5 separate regions of the Mus musculus genome follow, and regions 1, 2, 3 and 5 are each linked to region 4. A link is a contact called in public HiCAR-type, HiChIP or PLAC-seq and promoter capture Hi-C data. All regions are on one chromosome and are shown on one strand. Each heading gives the region's core, a stretch centred on a gene start, on an enhancer-like site or on the middle of the called end of the contact. The rest is flanking DNA. Distances are from core to core; before and after follow the strand shown.

Evidence for each region. Promoter capture Hi-C pulls out the DNA fragments that hold promoters and counts their contacts. HiCAR-type assays count read pairs that join an accessible place to other places. HiChIP or PLAC-seq counts read pairs in DNA pulled down with a chosen protein or histone mark.
Region 1: an H3K27ac HiChIP or PLAC-seq map of embryonic stem cells shows a contact between it and region 4, with 22 times the contacts expected there. The contact joins the enhancer-like site here to the promoter of Zc2hc1a in region 4. A contact is called at or near these places in 8 of 39 promoter capture datasets (3T3-L1-derived adipocytes, the C10 cell line, cranial neural crest and 5 more), 2 of 484 Hi-C or Micro-C datasets (both in embryonic stem cells), 7 of 115 datasets of contacts at active chromatin or transcription factors (embryonic forebrain, embryonic hindbrain, embryonic stem cells and 3 more) and 2 of 9 other capture datasets (embryonic stem cells and macrophages).
Region 2: a contact with region 4 is called in an H3K27ac HiChIP or PLAC-seq map of embryonic stem cells, with 20 times the contacts expected there. The contact joins the promoter of Stmn2 here to the promoter of Zc2hc1a in region 4. A contact is called at or near these places in 17 of 39 promoter capture datasets (the 3T3-L1 cell line, 3T3-L1-derived adipocytes, the C10 cell line and 9 more), 3 of 484 Hi-C or Micro-C datasets (all in embryonic stem cells), 12 of 115 datasets of contacts at active chromatin or transcription factors (astrocytes, embryonic forebrain, embryonic hindbrain and 3 more) and 1 of 9 other capture datasets (embryonic stem cells).
Region 3: a contact with region 4 is called in a HiCAR-type map of astrocytes, with 10 times the contacts expected there. The contact joins the promoter of Hey1 here to the promoter of Zc2hc1a in region 4. A contact is called at or near these places in 14 of 39 promoter capture datasets (the 3T3-L1 cell line, the C10 cell line, the SN4741 cell line and 9 more), 3 of 484 Hi-C or Micro-C datasets (embryonic stem cells, hematopoietic stem and progenitor cells and natural killer cells), 5 of 115 datasets of contacts at active chromatin or transcription factors (astrocytes, embryonic forebrain, fibro-adipogenic progenitors and 2 more) and 2 of 9 other capture datasets (adipose tissue and macrophages).
Region 5: a promoter capture Hi-C map of hippocampal neurons shows a contact between it and region 4, with 4 times the contacts expected there. The contact joins the enhancer-like site here to the promoter of Zc2hc1a in region 4. A contact is called at or near these places in 10 of 39 promoter capture datasets (the 3T3-L1 cell line, 3T3-L1-derived adipocytes, the C10 cell line and 5 more), 3 of 115 datasets of contacts at active chromatin or transcription factors (astrocytes, embryonic forebrain and embryonic stem cells) and 1 of 9 other capture datasets (embryonic stem cells).

What each region holds. Positions count from the first base shown.
Region 1 is chr3:8,525,524-8,529,356 of GRCm38.p6, forward strand. The region is part of intron 1 of Stmn2 (stathmin-like 2); the gene reads left to right. Among named protein-coding and RNA genes, the nearest start is that of Stmn2, 18 kb to the left of the region's middle. Within about 2 kb of position 1,553, at least 3 of the 459 cell types and tissues checked have an H3K27ac peak or open chromatin away from gene starts, as enhancers often do. A contact at or near this core is called in embryonic stem cells, where this site is marked.
Region 2 is chr3:8,507,561-8,510,859 of GRCm38.p6, forward strand. Stmn2 (stathmin-like 2) reads left to right here and starts at 1,967. Exons shown (of 5, transcript NM_025285.2): 1 at 1,967-2,070. The coding sequence starts at 2,052.
Region 3 is chr3:8,665,061-8,668,775 of GRCm38.p6, forward strand. Hey1 (hairy/enhancer-of-split related with YRPW motif 1) reads right to left here and starts at 1,978. Exons shown (of 5, transcript NM_010423.2): 1 at 1,722-1,978; 2 at 1,442-1,517; 3 at 1,212-1,295; 4 at 885-966; 5 at 1-4. The coding sequence starts at 1,810. It overlaps LOC115489673, which reads right to left. Exons shown (of 2, transcript XM_030252957.1): 1 at 2,164-3,715; 2 at 1,864-2,018. The coding sequence starts at 2,826. The coding sequence ends at 1,878.
Region 4 is chr3:7,501,447-7,505,113 of GRCm38.p6, forward strand. It overlaps Zc2hc1a (zinc finger, C2HC-type containing 1A), which reads left to right and starts at 1,980. Exons shown (of 9, transcript NM_173181.3): 1 at 1,980-2,081. The coding sequence starts at 2,066. It also overlaps the pseudogene Gm23592.
Region 5 is chr3:8,559,903-8,563,726 of GRCm38.p6, forward strand. Stmn2 (stathmin-like 2) reads left to right here. Exons shown (of 5, transcript NM_025285.2): 5 at 364-1,702. The coding sequence ends at 423. Among named protein-coding and RNA genes, the nearest start is that of Stmn2, 52 kb to the left of the region's middle. Within about 2 kb of position 2,124, at least 16 of the 459 cell types and tissues checked have an H3K27ac peak or open chromatin away from gene starts, as enhancers often do. A contact at or near this core is called in hippocampal neurons, where this site is marked.

The DNA of each region.
Region 1 (3,833 bases), core at 303-2,802, 1.0 Mb after region 4:
ATGAATGACAGCCCCTCCCTGCTCAGCAACCAAAGGATAAGCATTTGTGGACATCTGTTAACTGAACGAATGTTCAGAGGAATACGTGTAGGGGAATACAGAATATACTACAGGAGAGACACCCTCTCCACTCCCAAAAAATGCAAGGTTGAGAAAAAAAATAAGTAAACAAAATAGAGGAAAGGGGGTAACTTGGTCAGGAGCAAGCCAGGAAAGGGGGTCTTTCCTCGAAAAGCCAAAGATACTACAAAGCCTTTGAAATAGGAAGCGTGATGTTTGAATGACATACACATACTTAGTTTTGGAGGCTACATGACATATACAAATGGTCACCACATTCTACTTGATAGACCTTCTGTCTACTTAACCAATTATAACATAGCTGGATTTCAAAACTGTGAACAATATTCCAATGAAAACCCTACTTTTGAGAAAAATATAAATAAATAAATCTAGGGTGAATAGAATCTAAAGAACAAACATTGTATCCTTGGGTTTTTGCATCACCAACTGGTGATATTTTTATAATAGCACATTACCATGCCAAATTTCAATTCACATTTATATGTGCAAATCAAATGTTTAATTCTATTTTTATTGTGTTTTTAACCAATGAACAGAGTATTTGCTGCCACAAATAAATTAAAATCCATAGGCCACCCCAGTCTCTCCATCTAGTTACACTAGCAGGGAATCTTCATATCGTAAGAGTGACTATCAGAGAGTTCCAGATGGCATGCAAATGGCTTATGTTTTATGGATCACTTTCTGCCTGTGAGGAAGAATATTTGAAGCCAAAAATAGACTTTTCATGAAGCATTAGGAAAAGTGGGATATGCCCTGAAAATTTAACAACTTGAAATCAGAGATATGGGTTGCTTCTTGAAACATTTGTTGCCTTAGATAACATTCACACTATCACACACACAGCGATTATGAAACACAAAGATCCAGAAAGAAGAAAACATTTTAAGACATAAATATGAACATAAAACTTGTAAGATTTTCTTTATTATAACAAGTTTATTTATTATTAAGATAAATGTTATCTACCTTATGTTCGTCTAACATAAGGTAGATAAAGGATGTTTTTACTTCAGAAAACAAAGTGTATGTAAAGGAAAGATTATTCCATTTTAAAATCTATTGAGTATTTTAAAACCAACTATAAGGTCAGCCAGTAGTATGTGGAGAGGTGGCTTGGTCTGTTCAAGTTCTGCAGACCTTTAGATGTAGTCTAGTGGCAGAGCTTGATCCCGGGAGCAAGACAGGGGTAGGGAGATAAGGAATCTTCAGTCATGAAAATCTCCCGAAGCTCAGTTAAGACACTCTCCACCTCACAGCTTATTCTACCGACCTCCAACAAGGAGTCCATCCATACCAACAGAAACCGCACAAGAGTAGGAACTCCGTTCTACACATGTACAACACTAAAGAGAAACGCCACTGTCAGGCAGGCTGTGTGACTGGAGACCGTGGAGAGAAAGTGTGTGTGGACACGGCAGGGAAGAAGCAGCAGTGAGCAGGGCATGCCGGGATCCATCCTCCGGAGCTCATGTCAAGGGAGGCTCTCACCTTCACCTCAGAGCCTCCCTCCCCCCACAGAGAGACTCCCTTGACAGTCTGCCCCAAGTTCCCTCGAGATTTATTGACTACAGGTGTAGTCAATGGATGTGGAAATGTGTGATTTAATGTGATACTTTAACATATTTAGACGCTGTGAAATGGTAAAACAACAACAACAACAAAAGACTAATCAGCATTTCCCTGAGCCCATGCTCACCTTCTATGAATATGCTAAGAACATTTGCAATCTACCCCAGATTACCAAGTGTATAATACTTTATAATAAAAATTCCTAAAATGGTTTGTAAAACAAGATAGCCCTAACCTTTGACTGCATCAGTGTTCTCTGCTTGGGTTTGTTCATGTGTGCATTCAGTGTTCTCTTGAAACACAAACTAGCAATAAAGTGTAAGTGTAACTAACTCATAGGACTTGCTTTCTTTAAGACAAATCTTTCCTGACTGCTGCTTAAACACGCCTGTTTGCATAAGCATAGTATACGTAATAGATATAGACACTGCCTGCACACATAGACATAGCATACCTGCAGACACTGAATGCACACCGTCAGTGACTGACTAGCACTAACTCTGATGAGTGTGCTTTGGAGATCCAGCTGCTGGACAGCACTGAGTAAGTCTGTGTACAGGGCATTTTATACAGTGTCCGTAGAGACTTTAGTCTTTCTCTTATGTTTGGAGAAACAGGAAATGCGGTCTTTCTCTTATGTTTGGAGAAACAGGAAATGCGGCTGGATCTCGCGTGAAGCTCCTGTGGCTCGTGCCTGGCATGGTTTTGCCTTCTGCTAATGACTAGTAAGCACACCTGCTGGGATTACAATTTAAATACAACTACCCCGACAAGAAGTCTCTTTGGTGCAGGTATCAGGGATGTTATTTGGCAATAACACCAAATTAAAATACTTTCTATTCACAGTTGATATTAACACTAGCATCCACTAGCATGGATCTGTTTTGATGTTGTTGAGACAGATCTTACTATGTTGCTTAGCTGGCTTGGAACCAGGCTGGCCTCAAACTCTCAAAAGTCTACCTGCCTCTGCCTCCAGAACACTAGGATTAAAGTGATGTACCGCCATCCCTGGAAACAGCATGGATTGTGTTTTCCAAATAAGCATTTCAAATTATAAAGACATATAAAAATCTGTGTATTAAATGCCCAAAACTGAAGATAATCACAAAGTGGTTTTTTTTCTATCAGGTAAAAAAACAAACAAACAAACAAACAAAAAAAAACCAGATAAGTGTTAGTCTGTCTTCAGCAGATTTGCTTCTGTCTGTCTTTTTCTTAGTGACTTTGAAGAGCATATCTCAAGGCAAGGATTTTTTTTTTTTTAAGATATACTCAGAACTAAAATAGGTAGCATAAAGCCATTCAGATGCGGTGACACTTTATACCAGTTCAAGTGGAGGCTTGCATGCAAGCACTTCTAGAAAGATGGATTGCCTCACCTTTGGGAAGTTCTTAGAATGACAGAGGAGATCTGTTGAAATGGGGCTGCAGACTGCACAGCTGCTGTGACCTTTCCTTTACTTGACTGTTTCTTCATATTCAAACATGGCCACCATTTATCTAGGGACTAGGAAGGGAAGAACCTTCAGTGCTCACAATAAGCAAAATAAAGTGCTTCTAAGATTTCTTTAAATCATCGTGTATCTTGACCTCCGTGGACCTTAATATCTTTTACCGGGGGAGTTTTAAGGGACAACTCCCCTCACCCTGACTGCAGAACAAATTTCTCATTAAACAGTGCAGGAGCTGTAAAGGGTCAAGAGACACAGTATGAGTTTCCCAAGTGATATAATTTACTGCTGCTGCAGTTTGGATCAGAACCAATTTACAGCAGCCCATTTCCTTCCCTTGTCGCTATTGCTGGAGCCGAGAATCCACTAAATTAACATTTAAAGGCTTCAGGTAATTTTGTAAGACCCAGTAATGGGGTCTACTTCTTTGACTCTCTTACATGCCCCCTTTGTTTGATGTGAGAGTTTTAACCTACAGAGAATACTGGAATGCGCTGACTGATCATAATGTGCCTCTTCACAAACCTCTGGCTTTGGTGACCGTAGTCTCCATGAGTAGGGATAGGTAGGATGAAAGTGGCATGAATCTAATTTTACACTAAGCTTATTAACATTACGTCATCCTAGCAGAAATAGCTAGAAACATTAGGTCATATCAGTGCTTTTCTAAGGTACTAAAATAAGGCTTTAGATCTAGGGGTTACGTGGTTTTCTTTTTCAGCA
Region 2 (3,299 bases), core at 717-3,216, 1.0 Mb after region 4:
TGTGGTGAAGTGGCTAGAACTTCCAAAAAGTCACAATTGTTTTAAAAGCCACTCATCTGATATTTGCCCCTGCACACACTGACCTCTTTCTCCTGCTCCTGTCTCTCAGGAAGGAATACTCAGTGGAGAGTAAAAAATGAGGACTGCATTGTGTTTTGTGCTACAAGTGCAATAGATCTCATTGAATTGCCAATTGTAACTGTTAAAGACATTATGTCATGGCTGAGGGTCCCATCCTCCAAGGAGGTTGAAGAGTGTATACAGATGGCACACAGCCTGGGTAGAATGGGGGTGGGGGGATATTACTCACGCAGGCATGCTGAAGATTCCTCATCTTCTGGTTGCTAACTAGCCTTCAGAGAAGGAAGAAGCTCTCACATTTATACTGGGAAATGACTTTGGGGAAAGAAAAAAAATGATCATTTTTTTTCCAAACCCTGCCAATTTCCTACAGTACTCTATCTGCATCATAGTCATGGACCTGTTCGATGACAGAAATAATTTCTCATCTTCCTGCTCAAGAAATAATTGTATTGATCTTCATTTTATTTTTTTTTTCCCTGTGATTCAGCAGGTCAGGAATGCTCCCATCCCAGTAGCTTCCTGCCAGTCAGCAAGTCATCCAGAGTGTGAAGACGCTTTACAAAGTAACCGGAAGTGCAGAGCCATTTCAGCACCACGGACAGCGCTTCTGCTTTTCTGTTCAGGATACTTAAAAAAAAAATTTTTTTTTAAGTGTAACCTAGTAACTACCAAACAATTTACCAATGGGCAAAATCTTAATTTTTGATACCTTTAAAGTTAAAGAGTGTTTCATTCATGTTCACACTGCAACGATGTTCTTTTTTTTATTTTTTTTCATCTCTGAGATGGAAGTATCTCTTTCTTGCTATTTTTAAATCTCAACCACAATTCCTACATGAGTTTAGGCTGATACAATGTCAGTACAGTAGAGTTCAATCCTGCACATCAAAAGTTCCATGAACACAGGTCCAAAAAGTATCCCTGATGCTGTGTCTCCAGTGCTCTGCACATGCTCAGAAAATATAGGAATTGAGAAAGAATGGACATTTGCTAAATGTTTTTTGAAGTGAACGAATGAATGAGTGAATGAGTGAATACCTTGTTTATAATGTTTCAAAGTTCATTGCACTTCATAGTGCTTAATCTGACTGTGAATGCAGGAAAAATCACTCCTTGTCCAAGTTCGTGTGCTTTCTTGCATCATGTCCTTAGATGGAACTTACATCTCTGCCCAGGTAGCCAACAGTCCTCTCCTCTATGCTAAAGGGAGGAAAAGACAGCCACCCTCCCTCTGTTATAAGACCCTCCTGAGATCATGCACTCTGGAGCCCAGCTATGCTAGAAAGAAAGACCAGTAGCCCAGGCCATTTCTGAGCTGCCACCACAGCCAGACATGGGTTGGTTTGGGAATTCCATCATATATTAGGGAGGCCAGGATTCACCAAGGGCAGGGCCAAAGGTAAAAGAGAAAATAAGAAACACTGGTAACACAAGCTTTAAACAGATTTTTCCAAAACTCAGCACACTGGGGTGGGTTCTCAGGCCCCTGAGTCTATTCCTTCTCTGTGCCAATCTATGCAATGACACATGTTTGAGCAAAGTATAGCCTCCTGGGTACAGGTAAGCACAGCCCAGTCCTTAGCTCCAAGGAGGCTTCCAGGCTAAGGCACCACTCCACTTGGACTGTACTATTGGGCTCCAAAATGGGGGGGAGCTTCCAGACAAGGACTGATTTCCATTTCAAACTGCATTCTGGTACTTTGTACTCCAGCACCATTGGCCGATCAATATTTAATGCTTGGAGATTCTCACTCTGCGGGAGTCATGTCAGGGGACCCTGAGAGCCAATCTGCTTGAGCTTCTGCGTGATAATTATTCATGGGCTCCTGCCTCTTGCTCTTTCTCTAGCACGGTCCCACTCTGCAGACTCAGTGCCTTACTCAGACTCCTCTCTCGCTCTCTCCGCGGCTACAGCTGGACCCTTCTCCTTTGCCTTCGCCACCACTCCGTGCGTGCACATCCCTACAATGGCTAAAACAGCAATGGGTAAGAATCGCGTTTTGCTCCCCACGGGCTCTATCTGGAGCCAATCTCTCCCTTTCTCTCTCGGATCTCTAAAGACATTAAAAGATATTTTATAAAGGGAAAGACATTCATGACAGGAACCGGGAAAGGTTGGAGGGAGCTCTAAGAGACCAAAGGGGGAAGGGTGTCTTTGAAAAACTAAAGTAAATGGTTTCTTTTTAAAAGATAGAAGCAGGTAAGTTTTCCTCCAATGGGTAGGAATTTTATTCTGCTTCCATATTTAAAACTAAAGTGTCCATCAGAGGGGAGGGGGCTACCTTAACGATTTGCCTTTAGTGAGGTGAAGGGACATTTCGGAAAGTGGTTTTGAACGTCCTATATTTATTCTGTAGTTTAAAAAGATAATAGGGACAGGAAGGGAGTGATGTTGGAATAAAAGAGAAAATGCAAAGTCAAAGCGGTCCCATCCTGGAGGTTTGAGAGAGGAGTGGGAACGGGGGAGGGGAGTGGGCACATTTAATGGTATTGTCTATCTTGGAAAAACCACTAGTCTTGGGGCGCGGTGCGGGGAGGTAAGGCGGCCGGAGGGGTGGGGTAGGACCTTAGCTCCTTTGTTTTAGGAAGAGGGAGGGGAAACAGGAGGAGGGCGTGGAGGGCGCGGGTGGGCAGCTGCAGGGGCGGGAGAGCGTGCGCGGCAGGGAGGGGTAAAGGGACCTGGCTTCCCAAGGCGCCGGGGTGGGGTTTCTTTGTGTGTGAAGCAATGGTGGGAGTGTGGGGGGGGGCACCTGCAGCGCTGGGCATACTATGCGGACAGCCCCACCCTGTGCAGAGTCAAGCTGTCCCCACCCGGACCCAGCTCCACACCCTCAGTAGAATGGGGGCCTAATGGGGAGCTCAGCACAACACTGAAAAACCCAACCCTGCGGGAACGGCAGAGCCCCGCCACGCCCCACTCACTCATTAGCAGCCTGCGTGCCTGACCTGACCGCTAACCTCAGCCGCTCCACCCTGGCCTCATTGTTCTTCGTTAACATATTTTTCAGAACCACATTAAATAGGATATTTAAACATAGTGGCAAAAAAAAAATCAAAAAAGGGAAAGAAGCAGGGGGTGGGGGAGCTATTCTGAACTCCTTGGGTCATTTCGGGGGGAGGGGAGGGGGCAATTAGGGAACCTAGAAGGGTATACAGAAAATAATACAGATAAAGATGTGTAAGGGTGACATAAAGCAAAAGAGGTCAAGGTCTTT
Region 3 (3,715 bases), core at 728-3,227, 1.2 Mb after region 4:
TAACCTGTGCACAAAAACAAAGGAAAACCTTCAAGGCTCTGCTCATTTCCTGAATTTCTTCCACTCCAAAGTTCTTCCTGGCAACTCCATACAGGATTACAGCACAGATCATGGGTCCTGGAAGCTCAAATATTTTGAAGCTGACCAAAATCTTTGCATTAATCAACAGTATATGTTTGCTAATGCAAGTTCAAAGCCCAATTAGAAGCTGCTGAGCAGAAATTGGAATTATACCCTACCAGCAGATGAAACTATGTTCCCTCCTTTAATGTTTTCCCTCAACAACAACAAAAAATACATCAAGGACAGAGAAACCACAGAGCAGTGAAATTCATTAGACACACAGATGTAAGTTATCATCGTGGAGCTTTTAGGCACTTGGTCCTTGGTGAAGAATCTGGTGGCTGGAGACAGACACGGGCTTCAGTCTCTCACCCCGTTAGATTTTTTTTTCCTCTCTATTTAGCCCCAACATGTCTCTTTCCTCCAAATTCTTTTGGCAGTTCGTTTTCTAAATCTGTATATAAAATTCCGACTATCTAGTTGTTCTTTTTAATAAGCCATTTCCCAATCCTTTCTTAAATAGCAACAGACAAACATGAGTGACTTGACCTAAATCAGGGCTGTCACAACCGGAGGAGCTCCGGGAGACAGGCGCTTGCTGAAAGGTGCATTAGCTCAGTTGAAAGAGGATTGGGGTGATGTATTCACTGCTCAAGAACCCATGTGCTGTTGAAGGTGCACTTGGCTGGCAAGCACATACTGCTCTCCCCACCCCACAAAGCAAAGCAGGCAGGGACTGCACCAATCCCAGACTGCGCTTGCTACCACCCCCACCCCCCACGCCGAGCACGCAAAGCCCCAGCTGAACTGGAGAGGAATACCTTTCCCTCCTGCAGTGTGCAGCATTTTCAGGTGATCCACAGTCATCTGCAAGATCTCAGCTTTTTCTAGCTTAGCAGATCCCTAAAAAGAAGACAAAAGGCTTATCTGACACAAGTGCCTTTGGAGAACTTAAAATATGCACACAAATATACATACATGTAAAATACAAACGTAAAAAAAAAAGCAAAAGTCACGTATATCCACAAAATCTGTGGGAATTTGTGTAAGAACATCCAACGACTTGGCACAAATGAGGTTAGAAGCACGGAGGGGAGGGAATCAGAAGGTGCCGATGGCTACACTCAGCGCTCTCATACTTCCATTACCTGCTTCTCAAAGGCACTGGGTACCAGCCTTCTCAGCTCAGACAAACTGTTATTGATTCGGTCTCGTCGGCGCTTCTCGATGATCTATGGGAAGCAGACAAAAACAAAGGAGGGCATTTACGTTATGACTGTACATTCCAACGAGAAGAAATGTGGTTCTTTCCGTTAGTTAATTAATTAATATAACAATGTGCATATATATTTAAATTATTGGGGGGGGGGGTACTCACGCCTCTCCGTCTTTTCCTGGCCAAAACCTGGGACGATGTCGTTGGGGACATGGAACACAGCGCCGAACTCAAGTTTCTGTAAGATGGGAAGCAATTGCCTTGAGAAAGGAAAGGAGAGCCCTCCTACACCAGATTTCTTTGGCAACTTGAGCTGGAGGGCTCGGGGACGATTGCTCCCAGCCAGCAGCTGCCGGCCCACGACTCCCGGCAAAGGGAACCCAGCATCAGCGCACCCCATCCTCTCCTCCCGCTCCGGATCGGTCGGACGCCGCCAACTCACCCATTCTCGTCCGCGCTCTCCTTTTCCACCTCGATGGTCTCGTCCAGCTCACTATCTGAGGAGCTGTAGTCTGGGTGAGCTCTCTTCATGGTGGCGGAGCGTGGGCTCCGAGGAGGGTCGCGCGGCGGGCAAGGAGGAGTTAACTGCAGTGGCCGCTCAGCGCTCGGCTGCGGGAGGTGCGTGCACACTGATCCCACTCACGCTCAGTCTCCGGTTAAAACTCAACCATCCCTTTCCCACGCTGCGCCCCTTCCCATGGATAGGGGGAGGGCGGGGAAGGCGGAGAGGTTGGGGCAGGGGCGGGGCCACGGCTCCCGGGTAACCGCGTGCCCCGGCCAATTGGCGCCTCGCTGCGCAGATTGGCAGCCGCATGGGGGCGGGACGAGCGGAGGCCGAGGCTGGCTGCTCCCCGCCCCCGGAGCCCGCCCCTGCCCGGCGGCAGTGCGTCGGCTCCGCAGGAGTTCGGCTGGGGGCCGCGGGCGGCGGTGGGCCGGCGGCGGGCAGAAATGGGGGGCCGGCCCGGGACACCAGCCCGGCGATAGCCACCGCCCCGCCCAGCCCCACCCCGCGCGCCCGGATTGGCCTGGCCGTGTGCCAGGGCCGCGCCTGCAGCGCCGCCGGTGAGCCGCACGCGCCGCGGGCCGTGGGAAAGTGCCGGCGCCCCGGCCGCCAGCCAATCCGGACGGACGGCGACGGCGGCGGCGACGGTGGCGGCGGCGGCGGCGGCTGCTCTGGGCGGCTGCTCTGGGCGGCTGCATGAATGGAGAAGAATAGCCAGGCGGGGGAGCCGGGCTGCACGAGGGCGCGCCTGCCGGGCTCCTGGTGTGAACCTGTAATCGGAGTCCGGGCGCCGGCGGGCCCCGGAAGCCACCGCCCGCGTCCCGTTCTCTGCACTGCTGCCGGTGCCCCGCGGCTGGAGGCGGGCGTAGTTGGCGGGTCCTACAGGAACAGTCGCCTGGGGCGCCGCTCCTTTGGATGGTGGCCACCAGCTCTGGGAGCAGAGCCTGAGAGACTCAAGGGATGCTGCTTTTTGGGTTCTAGGAGCCTCTAAAGCTAATCCTGCAAGGCTTCTCAGCTTTGGGACGAAATGCATGCCCCTATGCATGTCATTTCCGGGGAAGTAGAGCGCTTGTTTTCTGGGTTAGCTTGAGGGAGGAGTAGCTATCCCCCGAGACATTCATTATGTTGGGATTTTTGCTGTTGTTTTGTTTTGTTTTTGTCCTCCCTTCCCCCTAGTGTTGGCGGCCAGATCCTCTTAGCAGGCGACAGGGTGGCGGCCTGGGTGTTTGCTTCTGAGGCTGTGCGATCATCTGTGCGAGGATGCACGTTTCTGGCCCGCATCGCGCGCGCGCGGACACACACACACACCCGTTGGTCTCAGTTGGGAGGGGCGTTTGGGGTGCTATATGAAGTTCTGCACACCGCTCTCCCCTCTCCCCCACCAAGAAGGGCGACTTTAAAAAAATAGTTTAAATCTTATGGATTGTTTCCCTAGTTCAGCGTTCACAGAAGTAGACAACCTGGAGAAAGCCCAGTCTTTATCCTGCCCCACTCTTGGAGCCTGCAATCCCGTCTATGAAGCAAAACTTCATAACCGTTGAGAAGAATAAAAGAAACTCAACACCTTTGCAAGCAATTCTGTTTCTAGACATGATGGGTTCCATAAATGCAGACTAAACCGAGTTCCCAGGTCCAGTTCTCCATCCACACACTTTAGACCACATCCTGGGTCCTTTTAAAGTTCTCATTGCACTTCACCCTACTGTTCAGAGCCTCAGCCCTCACAGCTCCTCTGAAAAGGTGAGGTCCCTCCATCTTGGCTTTGTTTTTTCCTAGTGCACATATCCCACCACACAGCTTAGGAGTGGTCAAGCCAAGGCTCACTGCCTGCTTCCCTCTCCATGTTCACAGCTCGCTTCGCTCCTGTCACAAGCTGGAAGCTCACCTCCAGACCCCTCTCTTCATCCATCTTCTCCATCTTCAGAGCCTCATAT
Region 4 (3,667 bases), core at 730-3,229:
ACATGGCCTTCTGTAACAATGCGGGACTACATCACCATGGTCCCAGATGACATCACAGGCTACTCACATCAGGATGTTCCTCACTCCAGTTCTGCCTCTCCTCGTGTGCCCATACCCTTCTGTTTCTCTTTGTCTTCCAATTCTCTACCGCTTACTTGCTCCTCTTACTAGCACCTAGGGTCTCTGAATGTCTGGGGTTGTCTCAGGAGTACAATGCCCTGTTCATGCGTTATGGTGCTAGTCAGGGGTCCTGTCAGGCATGGCCTATCCCCTTAGGCCTGCATAGCCCTCCACTGGCAATCATCTCAGGATACCTCTCTGCCCAGACCCCATGGCACCATTCTGATGGTCATCTCAGCCCTGGACACTGTATGCTTCCCCATCCCCCCACCCCTGCCCCCGACAGGCCCCTCATGCCAGACTGGTAGCTTTTCTGACAGGCCTTTTTCCAGAAATGTGAGGTAAATTATTCATGGGTCAGAACACTGAACTAGACATAGCTTCTCTCCTCTCTGCCATCTACTGGCAGACATGTGATATAGCAGCCACACCTGTAAGGCTTCTAGATGGCAGGGCCTCTTAAGGTACTTTTGTTATTGTTGCTATTTTTATTATTGTTATTGATGTTACTGTAGATTTTATGGCTAATAAGGCTTGTGTCCATCATCCTAATATTTGTCTAAACTTGCAATATGCAAAGTAAATGTCTTCTTTATTTTGATAATTCTTTTTGTGTTCTTTTTATTTTTTTGGGCATTCTTATGAAAGCTGTCCTCAACCTCATCTGATTTTGTCTTAGAAGCATGGCCAGGGGACTGGTGGTGGCGGGGCTCTCTACACCAATATAGGGTAACTAGGTTGGTTGCCTGCATGGAGGTCCCAGAAACTCAGAAGTCAGGGAAGCCCAGAGCAGAACAAGGAAAGGACTCATGAGATAATTGCAGAATGGAAGTTTCTTATACTATTCTGTACCAGACTCGGACTCTACGGTCTTCACACCCACTGTGAGCGTCTTCTCACAGATAAGACCTCTTGGCGTTTGCTTGTTTAAACAAAATCAGAGAGTTACTGACATATTTAAGTGTATACAGAATTAAGACAACTTTTGAATTAAACTGCTCAACAAGAAAACAGTGTAAGACTTGTTACGAACAAAATATATTGATAACTTAGTAATGGACACCCCAGAATCAGTAAACAATATGATTGGTTTATTCTTGCTAAGTAAAATTTTCGAAGAGTTTTAGTAAGGGTAAAATGTGTTAGACTGTGAAGCAAAACCGTTTGAGTGGTTGGATTCCATTTTGACTCTGACAGAAAGACACCTTTGTGCCTTGATAGGTTAGCTTCCCAGTTTAAAGCGCTCAGTACAGTACAGCCTTGATGAGATGCAGAACTGCAGTTGAGGGCAAGCATAGTGCTGGCCAGGGAAAGATTGTGCAACGGGGAAGTTTCATTTCTAATTTCGGGCCTAACTTTTTATAGTTAGAAAACTGTTTCAGAAGTTTGGCGCAATCTCAGTTCCACAGTCCCATACAGAAAATATGACTTACCTAGGAAACAATGTCTTAGCCCATAGAGCTGTGTCTGAAGAACAAGGCTAGAGGATGTTGCTTGATTTAAAAGGGCAGTGAACACGGGATGGTGCTGGACCAAGGCCCCCTTATCTTGTTACAAGAGCTCAGAGGGACCTGTTAAAAAGACATTCTCTTACTGACTGGAGATGAGGAGCTCCGAGATGCGGAGGCATTCTAAGCTGGAAAACAAGGTGTGAGCCTAAATGTGGCTGAAGTGGAACAAAGGCGTGTAAGGATCTCGGATTGCCAACAAAAGTAGCTGCGGTTTCCAGGGAGGGTGGTTGGAAAAACCTTGGTGGAAGGAGAGTCCCTCGGGAGGTGGCAGAAGGCGCAGCCCCGCCCTTAGTAGCTCCGCCCCTGTCACCCCGCCCCCACCCGCGCGGACCAATAGGAGGCCGGGATGTTAGAGTGTGGGAGGTGCGGCCGTGTTGCTACAGCAGGAACTGGGCGGCGGCGGGTGCTGCCTGCGGAGCCTGAGGCGGCGCGTCATGGACGGACTGGAAGGTGAGACGCGAGGGGGATGCGACCGCGGGGCTCCAGCGGGCCCGAGCGACCGGGGCCTGGAGTCTGGGGGCAAGTGCGGCCGGCCGGCCGGCTCTGCAGCGAGGTCCCCGCGCTCGCCGACACCCGGGGCGGAGCTGGCGGCCCCTTACGGGAGCGGTGGCCGCGGGCTGCCCGCCGGGCACGGTGCTCGACTTCACCGCGGGGTTGGAGCCCCCGCGTCCTCACTTCTGCAAGGCCTAACTACCATGTCGGGTCCTTTCTGGACCCCTGAGTTTCCTGTGGGCACTAGGTGTCTCTGGTCGAGTCTTATCTTTGCAAAGTGTATTCTTGGTTAAGGTTCGCGACGCCCGGGTCGCCAGCTCTTGCTGACCCCTCAGGACCTGCCCTGCCTCCAGCGAGCTCTGGACACACACCTTGGACAGTCGTAGGTCCATTCCTTCCATTTCTACCGCACCTTGCTCGGAGAGATGCCGGAGCATCTCCCAAGGAAGTGTCCCTGGCGAGCTCTACAGCAGGGACAATAGCTTCAACATTAATGGTTTATTCACGAGGACGGTCTAGGGAAAAGCCAGCTTTGCTTCCTTATCTTCACTTTATCCTGGTGCCTTAGCCATGGCTTCAGATTTTGTTTTGTTCCCAGTTCTTTCCCTTTCTTCATCCATTTTAATCCCGCGCTAGGACAACATTTCACTTAAAAAACAAAGGAAGGAAGAAAAAAAAAATCTTAACAGTGGTGACAACAGTTTCAGGATTTAAAAAGACTAGGGATCTTTCTGATATACAAGCTTTCAGAAAATTTGGATCCTGCTGCCTTAAAATAGTTTTTTTTTCTCTCTTAAAATTGTTTCACCACTTACTGTACTTGGAATGAATAGGGGACTTGATCCCTTCATTTTCTTGTATTATAGATAGTCAAATATTTCAGGACATGTTACGAAGTTAACAGTGGTAACTGATAACTCTTCCCCAGTGATTTAAGTGTACCAGAAAGAAAATATAATAATATGATTATGAATTTTATTTCACAATGATATTTTGCAGTTAAGCTTTCTCCAAACATCTTGAAGGTGATAAAGAATTCTAATAGATCATTTATGCTGCAGATTAGCTGTGAAGGTCTTGCTTGGTGTACCACTCAAATTAACATGAAATGAGAAATTGTAATGACAGCATACCTTTCAAAAATCTCCTATTTTTGGATACCCCTACAGGCAACTCATTTTAGTGATTTACAACTATACTAGTATAGGGACTGTATAGAGAATAGAGTTGAAACATAGGTGTGAAGACTTTACAACGCTATCATACTGCATGAAGAGTGTTTAAGAATACTTCCCAGATTTTTACTGATCAATATTTACAGTGAAAGAAATATTCATCCAATGTTTCACTTATTTATCTATGCATGCAAAGAATAAAAAATTGTCAAAGTTCTTGCTATCTAAATCAGAAATTTAGGAGAAATAATCGAATACTAGTATAATATACACTCTGTGTGTGTGTGTATGTATGTATGTATGTATGTATGTGTGTAGAACATAAGGATCCTCATGTAGTATGCAATGAGCATGATTCATGAGTCAGGT
Region 5 (3,824 bases), core at 874-3,373, 1.1 Mb after region 4:
TAGTTTGAAAAGAACATAGTGTTGTTGTTGTTGTTGTTGTTGTTGTTGTTGTTGTTGTTCGGGATTAGTTACAGTTCCATAGTAAAAGGCTTGCCTATCATTTACAAGGCACTTGGCGCCAGGGTTGATCACCAGCAAGGGAGGGGTCGTATAAGATAAGACACTATATGTCATGTAATATTCTCTACTGTGATATCTCTTGGGCCCACATTTTCCTTGTAAAGAAAATTCCTTTAGGAATTCTTATCTTTAGGAAAACACCACCTGGGTTATTTCAGGCCGAACATGTCCAGCAACAGCTAAGGTGGCTCTGTGAGTTCTTGGGACCACATGCACTGACCCCTCTGCCCTTGCTCTTTCTAGGAGAGGCATGCTGCAGAGGTTCGCAGGAACAAGGAACTGCAGGTTGAACTGTCTGGCTGAAGCAATGGCGGGTATGGCAAGCCCCTCCCATAGTAAATCCCCCTGCCTATATTATAATGGATCATGCGATATCAGTATGGGAAGTGTATGACATGGTTTAAAAAGAACTCATTATGAAAAACAAAACAAAAAACAGAATCAAAAATAAAATAAAAATCAATGCGGTCTCTTTGCAGAATGTTTTGCTTGATGTTTAAAAAAGTACCTTGGATCTTATTTTGTAAATATTTACATTTTTGTTAAAAAATACAAGTATTGCATTATGCAAGTTATTTCATGATCTTACATGTCCTGTAACAGGCTTTTGACGTTGTGTCTTTCCACTCAGATGGATTTGCTAGGTCTGTTCTTTTGGAAGCCCCACTCAGTCCCTGCCCTTTTCATTCCAACCGAAAAATGAGGTCAGTAGACAGTCTATGGTGCTAGAAACCCACCATTGCCTAATGACCTAGATGACTCCGTAATCTCTGAGCGTGACCAAGACCACACCTAGATCGTGGGTACTGTGTGTCCATGTGAACCTCCACATTTGCTCGTAATCTGCTTCCTGCCTAGAAGCGGCAAAGCCAGGCTAAGGGAATCTACCAGTCATAGCACTTATGTCTGCTCCTCATGGATTACGCGCTACACATGTGTTTGGGTTTTAGAAACAGGTGCATGTGAAGACAAATCTGAGCTCAGTCAGGGTAGAAGCGAAAGGCTGAACCTTCCAACGTGCTGATCACAAACGCAAAGCCAGAGGGTTCAAGCAGCCATGGGATTGTTCTTCATGAAGTGGGCTTATTTCTCTCATTTTAGTTATTATGATGGGATGAATTAATTGACATGTCGGGTGGCTTATCTGTGGGTGCCATGGGTGATGATGTTCATTTTAAGCTTTTGCCTGTAGTACAAGCACATAATGCTACTGAACGTTTTTCCACTTGGAGACTGTGAGCTGGTTGCTGCATTAAAAACACAAACAAAATCACAAGCACTGTGGACTTTTACTCAAGCTGGTCTTTCTTCCCCAGTGTAGGGCAATCCTGCCTATAAACAAGACCAAACCACTCCATCTGTGATGCTGACGCAGTGAAGGGGCCAGGCAGGGCATTTGTGCCAAGTATAAGAATCAGCAGACACCCAGCATACGTACCTATTGCAGTTTTGAAGTTGTTTCTCCCTAACTCCCAACTCCCAACTCCCAAACTGCCTGCATATTTACTCTTCGTCAGTGCTATCTTCTTGTATGTCATTGTGAGCAAGCTGTGATGAATAAAGAATTGGAGTTCTGTGAACTAATAACGGTTTGGTCTGGTCTCTCGGCCCTGTATGCTCAGAGCCTGATGCTGAGATTGTAGTAGGAGGGCTGTTGGATTGGACAGTCTTGGGAGCAAAGAGGCAGTACTGAGTTTGGAGGAAGCCAAGGGCCTGCTGGTTGACTTCCCTTGTAAAGCAGCAGGACAGCTCTTTTCCCGCTTCCTTGGACAGGCTGACACAGTGGGGAAGGCCTTCAACCTGTTCCCCTTAGCAACAGGCACAGTGAAGGAGAAACTGAAGGTCCAGGCTAGTGGTCCTGAGCAATGGAGCCTCATTCTGGACATCGTGGGGTTCCTGGAACCACCTCAAGTTCTCATGCTGCCCACAGGACACCCCCAGCCTAGGCCGTCTGTTACAATGTGACTTCCCTATCCTACTGCCAAACTGTATCCTGCCAATGAGCACAGGCCCACATGGACACGGCAGGGTCCTGCCAGGGACCCAGATGGATATTACACGACCAGACAAACAGCATCCAATTTGACCAGAAAGTCAGAAATAATTGGAACAATGCAGATTTATGAATAAATAAATTGGGCTGTCACTCACAAGATCACTGGCTAGGTTTAAGCCAGTGAAACAGCGTCTTCGATGTAGCTTCGATGAGACTAGAACAGCTCTCTATATAGACCAGGTTGGCCTTAAATTCACCATCTGTCTCTGCCTCCCAAGTTCTGGGATTGCAAGGCTACATAGTGAGAACCAGTATTTAATTTTTTGGTTAAAAATATTCAAATGCTTTTTTAAAAATTAGATTCTAATTATTATTATTATTATCATTAGTATTATTATTTAGATTTTGTCTGTTGAGTATTATTATTGTGTACATGGATGTTTTGCCTGACTGTATGTATTCAGTGCTTGAGGAGGCCAGAAGAGAGCATCAGATCTCATGGGATTAGAGTTAAGAGATGATTGTGAGCCACCAGGACAAAGGTCTGAAAGAGCAGCCAGTGCTAGTAAGTAGTGGCACCTTTGCAGCCCTATCAACATGCTTTGAAATGCTGGCAGTCCTGATCAGTCCAGGGCGAGACCTGTCTTCATTCTGTTTTACATAGGTCAGTAGGAACATGTGACCATGAATGACCATAAGCCCAAAGCTTAGTTAGACCCAACACTGTAAGTGTGAGGCTTTCAGAGTATTAAAGTGGTTGGCACTGCCTCTCACTACAGTGTGTCCCTCCCTAAGCAGGAATACAGCCTAGTCCCACTGCCTAATGTTAAGAAAAAGAAAAGAAAAGAAAAGAAAAGAAAAGAAAAGAAAAGAAAAGAAAAGAGAGAGGAGGGGAGGGGAGGGGAGGGGAGGGGAGGGGAGGGGAGGGGAGGGGAGGGGAGGGGAGGGGAGGAGAGGAGAGGAGAGGAGAGGAGAGGAGAGGAGAGGAAGCTCAGACCATAGAGAGGTGAGTGACTCACCTCAGTCCAATGCCTGCCTCCAAGAACTTGCCTCAGTACCAGTTATTCTCCAGCAAACACCTGCCGAATCCCATTTCTTTGGTGAAGAGAGATTACATGTACGATGTTACCCTAGACCAATCATTCTCAAAGTCATTGTTAACTGCAGATTGCTCACCAGCCTGGGGTGCATTAGGCCTTGGTTTTATCTTCAGCACTGGAAAATAAAGGGAAACAAAGCCAAGCTTGCTGACCTCCACCTCTACAATGTACCCCTGAGCTCTGTACCCTGAAGCCAAGTGCTCACTGCTCCCCCAGCCTCACTGTAAACACGCTGCTCCAGCTGCGTGGAGCAGTCCCAGTGGCCACCATGCAGAAGGAATCTGAATCAATTGTGGTATGTTCCGTGAAGACCAGGTTGACGGAATCTTACGTAATCCTGTTCAAATGGTAGGTGTAGGGTGGAAAGGAAGCTGAGGAGGAAGAAATAAAGTCTTGTTTGCTGGGTAATGAAAGTATAGAGCAAAGAGCTGCCTAGGCAGCGCATGGTGAGAGGCAGGAGAGGGTAACAGACAGTGCCCTGGCATCTCACACTGCACATTATTTCAGAAAGGCTTACAACCTCTGAAGTTTCTCCAGCCCCTTCACAAACTAACTAAGGGCTATTTGTAGGGGAGTGAGACACTCTGCTCAGCCTGAATCTACTTAAA